Regions from separate parts of the Mus musculus genome. Here regions 2 and 3 are each linked to region 1. Evidence: chromatin contacts called from public promoter capture Hi-C data. All regions are on one chromosome and are shown on one strand. The core of a region is the stretch at or near the end of the contact, and the rest is flanking DNA. Distances in the headings are between cores, read along the strand shown.

Evidence for each region. Promoter capture Hi-C pulls out the DNA fragments that hold promoters and counts their contacts.
Region 2: a promoter capture Hi-C map of neural stem cells shows a contact between it and region 1. The contact joins the promoter of Slc35f1 here to the enhancer-like site in region 1. A contact is called at or near these places in 4 of 39 promoter capture datasets (3T3-L1-derived adipocytes, hippocampal neurons, liver and 1 more), 1 of 484 Hi-C or Micro-C datasets (stem cell-derived neural progenitor cells) and 5 of 115 datasets of contacts at active chromatin or transcription factors (astrocytes, embryonic forebrain, neural progenitor cells and 1 more).
Region 3: a promoter capture Hi-C map of neural stem cells shows a contact between it and region 1. The contact joins two enhancer-like sites. A contact is called at or near these places in 4 of 39 promoter capture datasets (the 3T3-L1 cell line, embryonic stem cells, liver and 1 more) and 1 of 115 datasets of contacts at active chromatin or transcription factors (embryonic stem cells).

The regions. Positions count from the first base shown.
Region 1 is chr10:52,903,139-52,907,990 of GRCm38.p6, forward strand. All of the region lies in intron 1 of Slc35f1 (solute carrier family 35, member F1), which reads left to right. Among named protein-coding and RNA genes, the nearest start is that of Gm40647, 100 kb to the left of the region's middle. Within about 2 kb of position 2,108, at least 6 of the 459 cell types and tissues checked have an H3K27ac peak or open chromatin away from gene starts, as enhancers often do. A contact at or near this core is called in neural progenitor cells and neural stem cells, where this site is marked.
Region 2 is chr10:52,688,001-52,692,852 of GRCm38.p6, forward strand. Slc35f1 (solute carrier family 35, member F1) reads left to right here and starts at 2,501. Exons shown (of 8, transcript NM_178675.4): 1 at 2,501-3,169. The coding sequence starts at 2,997.
Region 3 is chr10:52,715,897-52,720,748 of GRCm38.p6, forward strand. The region is part of intron 1 of Slc35f1 (solute carrier family 35, member F1); the gene reads left to right. Among named protein-coding and RNA genes, the nearest start is that of Slc35f1, 28 kb to the left of the region's middle. Within about 2 kb of position 2,530, at least 3 of the 459 cell types and tissues checked have an H3K27ac peak or open chromatin away from gene starts, as enhancers often do. A contact at or near this core is called in neural stem cells, where this site is marked.

The sequences.
Region 1 (4,852 bases), core at 858-3,357:
CTTGTGCTTACCATAGAAAACACTTCTGAATGGAGGCATAGAGTACACAGGAAGCTCTCTTCTCTCAGCAATACACGGACTCTTCTCTAAAAACAACTTGCTTATTTGCTTTTGTGCCCATGAGAGGTTCTGGAAGCTACACCAAATGGAAATCTTGTGGCATTTCTACTTAGATCGGCTGAGTGACAGGACCTTCAGGAACCTGCTCAGTGGGCTCAGGGTAAGCATTGTTGGACAAGGATGCCACCGTCATTTGGTCCTATGCACAGCGAACTGGCTTCTGAAATTGAATCTCAAGCACATTCAAAGAACACAAAAGTAACGACTTTCTAGAAGAATTTATCTATCTCCTGAGGAATTTGTGATCCTAGGGTATGTCTTTTGTTCTCAAATCCTCAGAACTCAGGAATACACCAGGGGATGGTTTCTGAACTACAAGATAGAATGACGGGAACCCAGGACTAGCAAAGCCACTAGCAAGTTGTGACCTTGAGCTTTTCATCTAGCCACTTTAACTTTTATTTTCTTCAGCTTTCAAATGAAGAGGTTTGACAATTTGATTTTTGAGGTCATCCAATCTCTTAGAATCTCGTGCTCTTACATTGCTGTATAATTACCCTATGATCCCAGAGGCTAGGGGTGTTAATGTTAAGTGAATTAGTTTATAGGATAAAATGATGGAAGTTCTGGTGACAATTTTCTTCATGCGAACTCTGCTCTCTGGGTTGGGAGTCTAAGAGACTTTTCTACAGTTCTGGGTTCTTACATCCCCATCTCTTTTTAGAGAGGGAAGAACAAGATATAAACCATTATAGTAAATAATATCCTGGAAGATGGAGTCTCCATGGTCTCTGACTTCTTCTATTTGACTGGTCTTTGCTCTTGTCATTGAGTCTGACCCAAGCCATGTGACTAGCTTCAAGTGATACCTTAGGTCTCCTGTCATAAACACCTGAAATCCCATAAAAGCCTCATTACCTTGTTTACAAAACTTGAGTAGAATTCAAGCATATATTTTCAAATTTTATATCCAGAACAACCCAGAAAAATGTTAAGGTATAACTATAAACCTAAACAATAAAAGTGGCCAGCAGTTACAATGATAAATACAATTCTTTGGTTTTTGGTCTGTTCTTTTCTACAACTCATTCTTTTCCACAATATGCAGGAAAAAATTGTGCCAAAATGAGTAAATTATAATTAAATAGATCTCAATAAGTTTGAAATCAGATGCAAAGAAATGATTGATTTCTAATAATTCTATATCCCTGAATATGACCATGTCCACACATTTCTATTTTCAGATAATTAGATGGATAAATGATTGCTTGAAGGAATAAGCCTATGTATTAAAAGAAAAACCAAGAACCCATTTAATTACAGAAAAGGAGAAGAAAATGGTGTTTCAACATTTGGCCTTCAAATTTTTCTGATTTAATGCTACTGGGTAAAATCTATTGCTATGATGCAAGGCTGTCTCACCTTCCCCTTCATCCTAGGTTACACAATTACTCGAGAAAAGTTACCAATTATATACACAAAATAGCAAAAAAATATTTTTGTCTTCATTTATGTGTCTTTGGTTATATGCTGTCAATGCAGTATGCTTTTATAATGAGACATAGTTATCCAGTGATTTTTTTTGCAAGATGAAAATGAGTAAATTATGTTTTAAGAAAAGCTTTAAAAAGAGCAAACACTAGACTATGATTGTCCCTGACTATTTGTGAGAAAGCGTCCTGAGAATTTTCTTGGGGAATCAGCTTCATGCCTCGCCCAAGAATTGTCTTCTTTGTTAGCATTCACAAAGTATAAGAAATTTCCCAGATACACAGTAGGCAGACAGCCTTGTATGTCAGACCCCATGCTGGATCTGTCGATGCCTGTTTCCAAGATGAGGTCTTTCCCAGTGCACCCGAGGTGAAGCAAGCCAAGCCAGGTGACACCTGGGAGTTGATGAGATTTGGAAGAAAAGCACATTCAACACATGACCTTGTTAATATCATTAATGCCCATTGTCAGTTGGCCAGCTTGGTGATGGAGGAGAGGCCTGGCAAGTCCCAGGGTCCTGGAGTAGCTCTTGGGTTACTGCCCATGGATAATTGCTTTTCTTTCCCTTCCTAGTTCATTTGGCTTGGTTCCTAGGGCACTAGATATTCATGCTGGTGTTTTCCCATGGAAACCTTAGCAGAGTTAAAACATGATACAGGATTTGCTGGGCAGAAGGAAGAAGAATGATTTTAATTTTTGAGAGCAAATATACTTCTTGATAAACAGAACAAAGGTTTGAGTAGTGTGCATTTCAGTATCACTGAGAAGAGATTTCAAGTGTTCTCATCACACACAAAAAAATAGATACCAGGGTAACAGATCAAATATCATTTTATAGTCCATGAATATGTATAACGACAATTTGTCAATATATAAACTAATAAAAATTCAAATTTAAATCCAACAAAAAGTGACATTGGGTAAGACAGTTTTTACAAAATGAATTCTGTGTTTGCTTCAGCAGCACATAGACTAAAAATGAAATCTTTCAGGGAAGGTTAGCATTGCTTGGATAGAAGGATGACATGCAAATTTTTGTAGTACCCCATATTAATTAAATTGGGGGCAAGCCCAGAGCTCAGAGGGCTTTAGCCCCTACTTAGCATGTATAAGGCATTAGGTTCAATTCTATATCACAGAAAACATATTATTCAGAATATATACAATAGAAACCTTTCCTGAGATGTAAAACAGTTGGCGCTTAAGCCTTCAAAGCAGTGGCACCACTACACCCTTCCCTGGGAGGGACTTTTGGAGGGGCCTTATGTATCATCAGCTAAAGGAGGATTTAGATTGATTGATTGATTGATTGATTGATTGATTTATGTTTTTCGAGACATGGTTTCTCTGTGTAGCCCTGGCTGTCCTGGAACTCACTTTGTAGACCAGGCTGGCCTTGAATTCAGAAATCTGCCTGCCTGTGCCTCCCAAGTGCTGAAATTAAAGGAGTGTGCCACCACGCCCAGCTAACTTTACTTTCTTTCTCTCTTAGAATTAGATGAACTCATTCAGGGTATTTCAAATATAATGTGCTGCATAAATTCTGCATTTGAGTACATTTGAGATTTTTATCTTAAGGGTTTCAGAGTTTTAACTTTGGGTATTTCATGAGAATAAACAAGTAATATTTCAATACTCATGGCTTGCTATTTAGGATTTTTACAGGTTGTTGTTGATCTATTGAGATATTCATTAGTTTTTCCCATGTGAAAGCAAGATTGGAGGCAGGGTGAATTACAGCTGCTTGACCTCTGACGTCTGAGCTGTGAGTGTCTCCTTGGGATGACTGATAGTGAATAAGTAAGCAATAAAGAAACCTCACAGTGTTAGGTAGGCATAAGAACCTTAGAGAAATCACTGGAAGCAGTACTAGAGAGGAAAGATGGCCGGTCTCTAGTTAGGTTGAAGACAAGATGAGGCATCTCTAAGGGGAGCTACAAGTATTGTATTAGGGGTATGTGTGTGGAATACTGAGCACCAGAGCACTGGAAGGAGCAACAAGAAAATTTCCAGGAACCAAAATGGCTGCAGTCAGTGTGAGAAGATAGAAAAAACTGTAAATTCCAACAGTTCTAAGAGAAGCATTATTCTTTTTTTTTTTTTCCTTTTTCCAATTTCTTATTAGGTATTTTCTTCACTTACATTTCAAATGCTATCCCAAAAGTCCTCTATACCCTCCCCCCTCCCTGCTCCCCTACCCACCCACTCCCACTTCTTGGCTCTGGTGTTCCCCTGTACTGGGGCGTATAAAGTTGCATTATTCTTATGTAAGGTACTTTACTTTTTTTGTTTTGTTTTTTTTAAGATCCTTTAGCTGCCATATACATGAATTGAAAGGGACTGTGGACCAAGAATGTAGATCTGGAAGCTAGCAGCATGGACTGACACTGTAGTGAAGAATGGCTTACAGATTTGTAAGAGGCTCTGAGAATGAGTCAACAGGACTTGCTGCAAATACACCAAACCCATTCTGAGAGAAAGAAGACAATCAAAGACAGGAAGTCCTTACTTTAATGTTTGAAATTATGGATATAATGAATAGCAAAACAGTGAAATCAGAGGAATTATCTTTACCTAGTTAACAAACAATTGACATATGGTACAGCTAAACTAATGATCATCCACGGTCAATTACAGGACAGTGTCTAATAGATGTGCAAGAAATAATGTAAGAAGACTTTATTTTAGAAATTTCCTCATCAAATATGAGGACATTGGATGAGTCAGAAGTTTTTCTCTTTGCTTGCTTTCTAGTTGCCTTGCCGTTCATCTTGCAAAACTCCCCATGCCCTGAAAAACAGTGTATCTCTACATACTAAGATGTACATGTAGATGTAAATGCACATGTACACGATGTATATGTGTAGATACATACATACACAAAATTCATTTGAAAAATCTTTTAAAGCACTAGATATCTTGCCTTAACAGCTTTGTATTATGGGAAATTTTAGGTACTTATCTTTCAAGCTGGAAACCAAGGTCACTCTGGCTGTTTTCTCATCTATAACCTGGAAATTAATGGTAGCATCTTGCATAGATGAGTATCTTGAAATTTAAATGAGAGTAATTATAGTATCCTATGTAAATGTTTGCCACATATTATGATTGCAATATGCTTGGAAATTGTTTTTATTAATCTACCCAGGCTTTTAAGAAAGTGTGGTCCTTAGAGGTTTTCATCAGTGAAATGAAAGTAGTTTCTACCACCTAATTTAGTGAAAAGTCGGCTTGCCTGTGGAATCCCATGTCCTTTTGAGGACTCTGTCATTATAAAACATAATGTTAGGCTTTGAAGTGA
Region 2 (4,852 bases), core at 1,251-3,750, 210 kb before region 1:
TCAGATGATGTACAGGAGGAAAAATTCCTGAATGGGCTATAGACTGGATATGCAGGAAGCCACCACTAAGTTAAATTTTATTCTCACCCCTACCCCAATTTGTTAAGAAGTTTTGGAGAATTGATTTGAGACAGAGAAAGCAGTGGTTGTGTATCAGGGAAGAAGGAAGACAAGTTTTCTGTATCTTTTCACTTTAATTCCATGTCAGACTTACTGCTATGGTATTTGTACCCTTGGCATCTGTTTTTACCTTTACATAGCACTTAGCTATTTAAGAGCTAAGTGTGGAACACAGAATCTAAGAGGTTCCACCCATCTATGATATGAGATAATCCAAGGTCTTTTCTCACCAGCAGGATTAGAATTTTATACCTTGAACTAGTTAGGGTTACTATTGCTATGATGAAACACCATGACCAAAAGCAGAGGAAAGAGTTTATTTGGCTTAGAATTCCACATTATTGTCTATCATGGAAGGAAGTCAAGGTAGGGGCTTAAACAGGGCAGGAGCCTGGAAGCAGGGGCTAACACAGAGGCCATGTAGGGGTCATGCTTACTGAGTTGATCTTCATGGCTTGCTCGGCTTGCTGTCTTGTAAATCGCAGGACCACCAGCCAACAGGTAACACACCCACAATGGGTCAGGCCCTCCCACATTAACCACTAATTAAGAAAATGCTCTACAGGCTTGTATGCCCAATGTTATGAGGGTATTTTCTTATTTGAAGGTCCTTCCCCTAGGGTAACTCACGTGTTGAGTTGACATAAACTCGCCAGTACCAGCCCATATCCTATTTCCTCATCCGTGTTTTCTCCCTTCTTGACTCACTGGATATTTAGAACATTTGGATTTTGCAGTTCTTCTGGAAAAATGATCATATATATATATATATACATATACATGCAGGCTCAGAAGTGCAGTCAAAGGATTGAGTAGCAATATGCCAAAAACACTCAAAAGGAATCTAGCCAAACATGAGGAGGAGGGCACTGAAGCAACCAGTCATTTAAGGGAGACACTTGAAATGACAATGAATGCTCTTTTAATAGAGATATTCTTACTGAGATTTGCTGCCAGGTCCAGCTGAAGTGAATTTTACTCATGTCTGCTATATTTGGTCATTTCCCAAGGGCAAACTCATTGCAATCTATTGGAATTTTAATATTCCCAAGGTTACAAGCCTTGTTCTTGTTTGTAGTAATTCTTTCACCTGTCCTGAAAATCTGGGGTGAATATTCTAGAATGAAAAGTCACTAAAGAAGGCATGGGGTGATGTTCTAATTATAAAATGGAAAGTGTTCCAAGCTGGGTAGAATTTTGTAGAAAGGGGCCCTGGGGACAGTTCAGGTAGAAACTGGGTTTGACAGATACTTAAATATAGACAGGAGAAGTTTTGTACATTTCTGTCTATCCAATTTTTTTAATGACAAGAACCCCTATTATGATACAAAGGACTGGCTTCTTTTTGTCCCACCCACTGCTCTTTTGTCCCTCTTTTCCCTGTTTTGAGAATACATCGTCTACTTTTGAATGTTATTTTTCTCTGAACATCCTAAACAGATGTTTTCATTTGCTAGTCTTTAGAGCATTTGGATTTAGTGGCAGTATCAATGTGCTTTCGTGTGAACAAATATACCTGTTAAACTTACTCAATAGGATCAATTCCCTATTCTGCAGTGAAGTGGGCAAAACTTAAATGCATATCATTCTTGTGGCAAGATCCTTGCCCAGGCAATCTAGATTAAGAGGCATCTGAAAAAATTTCCAGAGTCAATAACTATTTGAAATGCAGATCAATAGGTATAAGGAATGTCTGGGATAAGGTCCATTGGGCAGAAAGTGGGCTATGATTTCAGGAGCTAACAAAGTTATTTGTTTGACAGCTGGAGGACCTTGAGGGAGCCATCAGGCCCTCTTGATGGGTAATTTACTTCATTTAACTCTTACAATGCCATGGGCAACTCAGGAGTAGCCTTGTCCTAGAATTTAAAAAAAAAAAACTTTCTAGGATCTCTGTTATTTTCACTTTCCTTCCACAGTGCTCTGTTGCCTAAATGGAGTTGTTTTGGGATGACTTAGTTTGCTTTTCCCAATTCCCAGCATGCATTTTTAGTGAGAAACTGTTTTACTTCCTTTTTCCTCCAGGTCCATTCTAGATGAGCATAGTTGTGATATTTAGGGTGCTTAATTTGTAGCCTGGACCAACAAACTGTCTCTGGGTTGTGCCTCTGTCCCGGGCCCATGGTGCTGGATTCTGCAGAGCCTCCGCAGAAGCAAGAGGAATCCTCCCCAATTTCACAGGGAGGATGTATCCACTACTGCACTTAAAAGACAAAAGTACCCACCACCAATCACAGCATCCTAGACCAGGGGCCTCTTTGGATGCCAGGAGGAGGGTTGGGGACACCAAGGCACCTCCGGAGCGCCCTCTGGCGGGGAGCAGAGCGTTCATCCCACCCCCACCCCCCTCTGCCGGCGCGGCGCCCCCGCCCGGCGCTCCAGGTTCACTCTTGGTTTCTCACTCCGTGAGACACAGACGGCAGCTTTCTAAGCGAACCCGGCGCCAGCTGAAGCGGCGCCACCACAACTGCCACAGCCAGGACAAGCCCTAGGCACTGGGAGAGAAGACGAAACCCGGCAGCCCCGTTCCTCTCTCTGCACGGTCCTTGCAGTGGACCCGGCAGCTCCGGGTCCCCGCCGACCCCCTTTGCAGCCACTTGGCGGGGTGTGCCAGGACTTGGTTGCAGCTCCGGCGGGAGGTGGCAGCGGCCCGGAGAGAGGGTGTGCAGCCAGGACTGGGTAGCAACCCGAGAGCACTGGGCTGGGAGGAGGCGGCCGGAGCCCGCCGGTGTCTCCCGCTTCGTCGCTTCGCAAGCGGCACCGCCTCCCCGGGCCGGGGCCGCTTGGCCGGGTCCTCTGCTTGTTCCCGGGCCCGGAGCCCGCGCACTATGTGCGGGGCAGCGTTCTGATAGCCATCCACCTCCGCCTCCGCCGCGATGATTCCCCCCGAGCCTCCGCAGCCCCAACTGCAGCCACCACCTCCACCGGCCCCGCCGAACCATGTGGTGACCACCATCGAGAACCTGCCAGCTGAGGGCAGCGGCGGCGTGAGCCTGTCCGCCTCCTCCCGGGCTAGCATGCGCCAGAGGATCCGCAAAGTGCTGAACAGGTGAGCACAGGCTCCCAGTGGGGACACCAGGGACAGGCACTGCAGGCGCCTAGCCCGCGGACCCCTTTCTCCCCATCCGACGTGTCCCCGAGGTCCTTTGGCACTGGGTCCTAGCCAGGGGAGAGAGCCAGGGCTCGCTCTCTTTCCCTGCGCTCTCAGAGAGGCCGCGACAGCTTTGTCCTGACGCTGGGATCCCCCAGTGGTCGGGCTGCAGGCAGGTCCGGAGAGCGAGTTGGAGAAAGGCGGGGTTGTTCTACCTGCAGATGCCCTGTGTGTGTCCATGCTCACGCCTCGCATCCTCACGTTGTATCACTTCCCCTTTGCACTCTTATCCCAGCTTTGCGCTTTGGGGACACCCCCACCCCACCCCAACATGGCCCGGGCGGAGGCGGGAAGGCCCCGGGCTGCGGTGATGGCGTGGAAGTCGCCAACCTCACGCTGTCTTTCGCTCCGCCCTGGTGGCACTGATTCCCCTCCCCAGGGGCATAAGGTGAGGATACCCCCACCCCCAACCCCAGACAGAAGGGGAAACACTTCTGCCTGACATTTCACTCGCTGTGCAGACTCTTGATGGCTTTTGGAGTAAGAAAAAGAGGCTAGAGGCCTGGGCCAGACCTGAACAAAGTGCAAGATCTTGCTAGAAGGGTGTGTGAGAATCAGGTGCCTAGTTACTCTGCTTCACACTGCCCTGGTCTCTCTGCTGGAATCTACGTAGTGGGTTATTAAGGACAGACATGTTTTAGGACGAGGGTACTATTGACAAGAAAGTAGAATTTCCTGTAGTACCCTCATTCAGCTCTGATGTGAAAGGGAGTTTTGCTACTTAACTAACTTAAATGATTGACGAGCTGATAGACAAAATCCACACAGCCAGTTGTGAGAGTGTGTCGTTTTCAGGGTTTCTGTAGGGTAACCCTTCCGATCTTATTATTCATACAGGTTTCTGTGTGGTACCGTTTTCTGGTAACAGTGATTCCCTGATCACTCACTTGAAACTGTTTGGGTCATAAAGCTTTGCTGAGAGTACAAATATATGTAAAGAAATAACTTGAAAATATTTTTATTTGGTGGGAATGGTTGCATACAATTCAAAAATTCCTTGTTACGATCTAATGATCAACAATAACTTATTTATAGGCATTTCTACTACCAAACAAGAGTTCACTCTTCAGTGAGACATAAATTGGCAATAGAAAGTCCAGTTTTTACCTTATCATTTGTAGCTTTGGCTAACACACCCCCAAATATCGCATTTAAAAAGACGATTTTAAAATGATAAAAAGCAAAAGAAATAGGGAAGATAGTGTGTGTGTACTCTGTGAATACTTGCCATTTTAAAGTCGCAATATTTTAAACAGAATACAGTCTTAACTATTAAATTATTATTTTTCTCATCAAAGTAGAAAACACCAATGCTATCATTCACTTGTTATTTTTGAGGTCATTCTGCATATATAATGAATCCTATTGCCAGGAATGAATAACTGACAGAGGTAGGTTTGAAGGGACTTGGGCACTCCTTTGCCTCTACCTAGCCACAGGGCTTGCAGCAGAGACATTTATCTTCTCTGGTCTTAGGCTCTTCATCTGTGGAATGTGTTTAGTGACACCTGTCTGAACTCTCTATCATATCATGCTTTTAAGAATTAGATAAAACTGAAAAACTAAACTGTGGAAAACGGA
Region 3 (4,852 bases), core at 1,280-3,779, 190 kb before region 1:
GCCTAACAGGACTACCAAGTTACAGTTCTCCCTCTTCTGGCTCCTGAATGCTAGGACGATAGGCATGGGCTTGACATCTGGCTTCTACTGTTTTTTTGTTTGTTCTTGACCAACTATGGACATAGGTGTGTCTCCAGATGGGAAAATACTCTATTGACTTTCACAATTGTTATATAGTACACAGCTCTAGTTTGGATGTTTGTGCCTCTTTAAAATTAAGTGGTAACCTAAATCTGAAGGTGCATATTAGGAGATGAGACCTTTGCAAGGTGATTAAGACGATAAGGGTTCTACTCCCATCAGTGGGATCAATAGCCTAATGCAAGAGAGCTATGAGGTTTTGTTTTGTATGGATATAACATTTGTCCCCCTTTTCATTACGTGAAGATAAGGAAGAAGCTGCCATTTTGAAGCAGAGAACAGCTCTCACATTCCCTCCACACAAAATCTGCCAAGGCCTCAACCTTGGACTCCTTACTCCCAGAATTGTGTGAAACTAATTCTAGTCTTTGTTAATTCTAGTGTCAGGAGCAGGTATACTTTCATTTTTTTTTTTAACTATTATTATCTCTATTTCCCAGAGGGGAAAACACACAAAAGCACACTAGATAAGATAAGATAGTAGAGTAAGTAATAGAGATTTGAACTCATATTGTTTGTTATGGAAGTCTACAATCTTAACTGTCACACACGTCTTGGGAAGATGCGGAAAAAGGACCCTTTTTAGATTCTATGATCACTGCTGGTGTGTGTGTGTGTGTGTGTGTGTGTGTGTGTGTGTGTGTGTGTTTTGTATGAGCATATGTGTGTGTGTTTATATGTCAGAGCTTGGAGCTAACCCATGTTTTTTTCTAGAGGCTTCTGGCAAATGCAATCTCATTTTAGTAGAGGGATTAAGGAAAGGCTGAGATAGGGTCTTGTTTTACAGCCATGGTTGGGCTGGCATTTATTATGTATCCCAGGTTTGCTTTCCACTTACGGTAATCCTCATGCCCCAACCTTTCAATTCTTGGATTTCAGGCATTCAACACCGGGCTAGAACATCTCTTCTGGGGCTAGAGAGACAGCTCAGTGGTTAAGAGAGTGTTTTATGCTCTTGCTGAGGACCTAAACTATATCTCCCAAAATATTAGATGGCTCACAAATGCCTCTAACTCTAGCTCCAGAAAATCCAACACTGTCTTCCAGCCTCTGAGAAATCATAGTATACACACACACACACACACACACACACACACGCACACGCACACGCACACGCACACATACACAAATAAGATAAATATTTAAAAAATATATAAAGATACTTTTGTTCATACCAGCAGTGATTATATATACATATGTATATATGTATATATATATATATATATATATATATATATTCATTCCCTAAAAGTCTACTTAAGAAAAAAAAGGAGAATATTTTTTTAATCCAGGAGAGGCCTACACTTGTGTGGTGAGAATTTCAGGATTTTCCCAGAGAAGCCAGTGTTTTGCCCATAGCCAACCCCCCCCCCTTTTTTTTTACTTTCGTTGGTGTCTTTGCTGAGAATCTTGTGCACATGGCTTAGAAAATTGGTAATAACATTTTTTTTTGTGTGTGTTGATATACATGTCTGAATACCGGTATGTATACTACAGATATGCCTTGTCCCCTCAGAGGCCAGAAGTGGACATCCAATCTTCTGGAACTGGAGTTACAGACTGTTGTGAGCCATTATGTAGGTGCTGGAAATCAAACTGATGTCCTCAGCAAGAGCAATAAGTGCTGTGACCCACTGAGCCGTGTCTTCTTCCTACACAGTGATATTATTAAAATACTACAGCACTAAGACAGTGGTTCTCAACCTTCCTAGTATTTCAACCCTTTAATAAGGTTCCTTGCGTTGTGGTGACCTCCAACCATAAAAATTATTTTGTTGCTACTTCATAACTGTAATTTTGCTACTGTTATGAATCATAATGTAATTATCTGTTGTACAAGGTATCTGCTAGGTGACTCCCAAAGGGGTCCCAGTTCACAGGTTGAGAACTGATGCTTAGTACATTTTGCTGTTCTGCTTCTTGTGCTTCATAGATTGAAAGTGCACAAAGACTTGTATTGATACTGCTAAAATGGACATGATTCATAACTAGGACAAGTTGCCAATGGCTTACCAACTCTTTAATTATGAATAATAGTCACCTTTCAATTTTCACCCATACTGTCTCTTAGACATTTATATATTATCAAGAGTTATTGTGTACTTATACCTTAAATCATTTCTTCATGAATAGACACATTCTGTGTTTAGATTTTTTTATGTTTTCCTGATTTCTTCCAACAATTGTAAGCCCCATGAGATACTCCAAGTTGGATTATTTTAGAATGGCAAATCATCTTTAAAAACAACACCCTGTATAAGGACTCCCACTATTCTGAAAAACTTTTGAAAGAGAGAGTGTATACTATTCTCACATTATCCCTGAGTAAGCATAGATGTCCTATGATGTAATTGTTGCCATAGCAATTAATCACCTTCCAAAAAGAATAGTGGAGAATATAAATCCATGTAAATTGCCCAGAACACTAGTCAGAACTGCCCTCTGGGAACCTTGGTGTACAAAGACTTTCAGAAAAAAAAGGATGCTTTTTCTCTGTTTTCATTTTCATGGGAAGAATAGAGACTTTGCTCCTGTTCTGACTGCCTGGGCAGACTATGGGGAATATTCTCATTCAAATTATTCTGCATTATTCACATCTCAGTTATACAATCTATAATTTGTTACTTTCTTTAAGATATAACTATAAAACATAAGGAGGAATGGAGAGATGGTTCAGTGGGTGAAGGCACTTGCTGCCAAAGGCTCTTGACAGCCCAAGTTCAATGCCTGAACCTACGTACTAGAGAGAACTGACTTCTATAAGTTGTTTCCTGACTTCTTTATTATTATTATTATTATTATTATTATTAGGTATTTTCCTCATTTACATTTTCAATGCTATCCCAAAGGTCCCCCATACCCACCCTCCCAATCCCCTACCCACCCACTCCCCCTTTTTGGCCCTGGCGTTCCCCTGTACTAGGGCATATAAAGTTTGCAAGTCCAATGGGCCTCTCTTTGCAGTGATGGCCGACTAGGCCATCTTTTGATACATATGCAGCTAGAGTTGTGAGACTATGCCGGGGCCTAGCAAACACAGAAGTAGATGCTCACAGTCAGCTATTGGATGGATCACAGGGCCCCCAATGGAGGAGCTAGAGAAAGTACTCAAGGAGCTAAAGGGATCTGCAACCCTACAGGTGGAACAACATTATGAACTAACCAGTTTCCTGACTTCTACACATATGTTGTGGTTCTCATTCTCTCTCTCTCTCTCTCTCTCTCTCTCTCTCTCTCTCTCTCTCTCTCTCTCTCTCTCTCTTGGTAAGTACATAATAGAAAAGCATAAAATATCATAATACTCAATAGTTTCATTTAAATGACTTCTGATAACTGTACAACAAAACAAAATTTAATGTCAAAATATAAAAAGATAAGAAATTTTCACTTTTGATTTGCGCTCATGCAGTTTAGTATACTAGTTTAACATAGTAGGTCCTTCTAACATAAAACAACCATCTTTACAGCTCTCAAGGAACTTGTACACAAATCACACACCAAGTGAGCATTCCTCTTCTTTTACTGGAATGAGTTTTTCTCTCTGGCAGATCATACCTTTTGTTCTTAGTATTCTTTTGTGTTAGAAAATCTCAACCTAGGGAGGAATTTCTCATTATTTTGGTATAGTTACTGCCTAGAATTTCTAACCTTGAGTAGTGCAATTGTAACAACTTCATTCAAGACCAATTGTAACTGTAGTGTGTCCAATTTAGGTTCTGTTTAGTCTCCATGAATACTGGATTCCTACCTCCCAGCTTAATGTCTAAGTATACAGTTTTAAATATCTATCACTAAGGAGTGAATTAGTCACTATGACTTCTCTTTCATAGTTCACAGGTTGTACTAACCTTGCTGCCAGTGGATAGAGTGAGGTTGAATTACTTCTTCCAGCTATCAGTCCTGGTCACCATGTGGTACATCACATTTAATCTGCAAAGTGGCCATCTACTAATAATTGTTTACTAAATGTAAACTATTGCCTTACAAGTTACCTTAAAATTTTATTTAAGCAGTTGAGAAAACTGGTGTCATAGTGATTATTTCAGTCATAAATGAGGTTCAAAGTGAGATCTTTCCTTCTGAACTCACCCTCTCTTGTGTCTATTAATTGTCAAGCATTTTAGATTGTACAGTATCTATACTGACATATATGAAATCCTTGTGGAAATGAAATTTTATCTAACTTAGAAGCACTGACCAAGCCCTTGGGTATATTTTCTTCATTATGTGGTACAAACATCTCATTGTTGGTAGACGGGAAGAAGCACCTCAGCATTCTGGGTGGACTCAGAGCGAAAGCAGTGTGTGCCCTCGCCCATAACAGAACTGATTCTGAGAGGCCAGGTGATCTAGGCACTTAGAAAACTCACACCACCTTTAATTGTACCTTAAAGTACACTGATACATGGAGTAAATATACAGGTAGGAAAGCTTATTAACTGATTTCATATGAACATAGTAGTTCCATGGCTTAGAGTAAACACACAGAAACATGGGACAGTGGGGATTGTTGAGGTATATTGTCTCTATGTGTTCACATGTTTTCCCATTTGGTGAGTGGTTTTGCCTTCTGTGTCTCTATTCTCAACTTGATCCATTTTGAGTCGTGCCTTTGGGTGAGGTGTGTCAACTTTTTCATAAATGTGATAGGACAATAAAATGTGTGAATATAAAATTGGCCATCAGGAATTACAAGTGGCATTCCTTACTG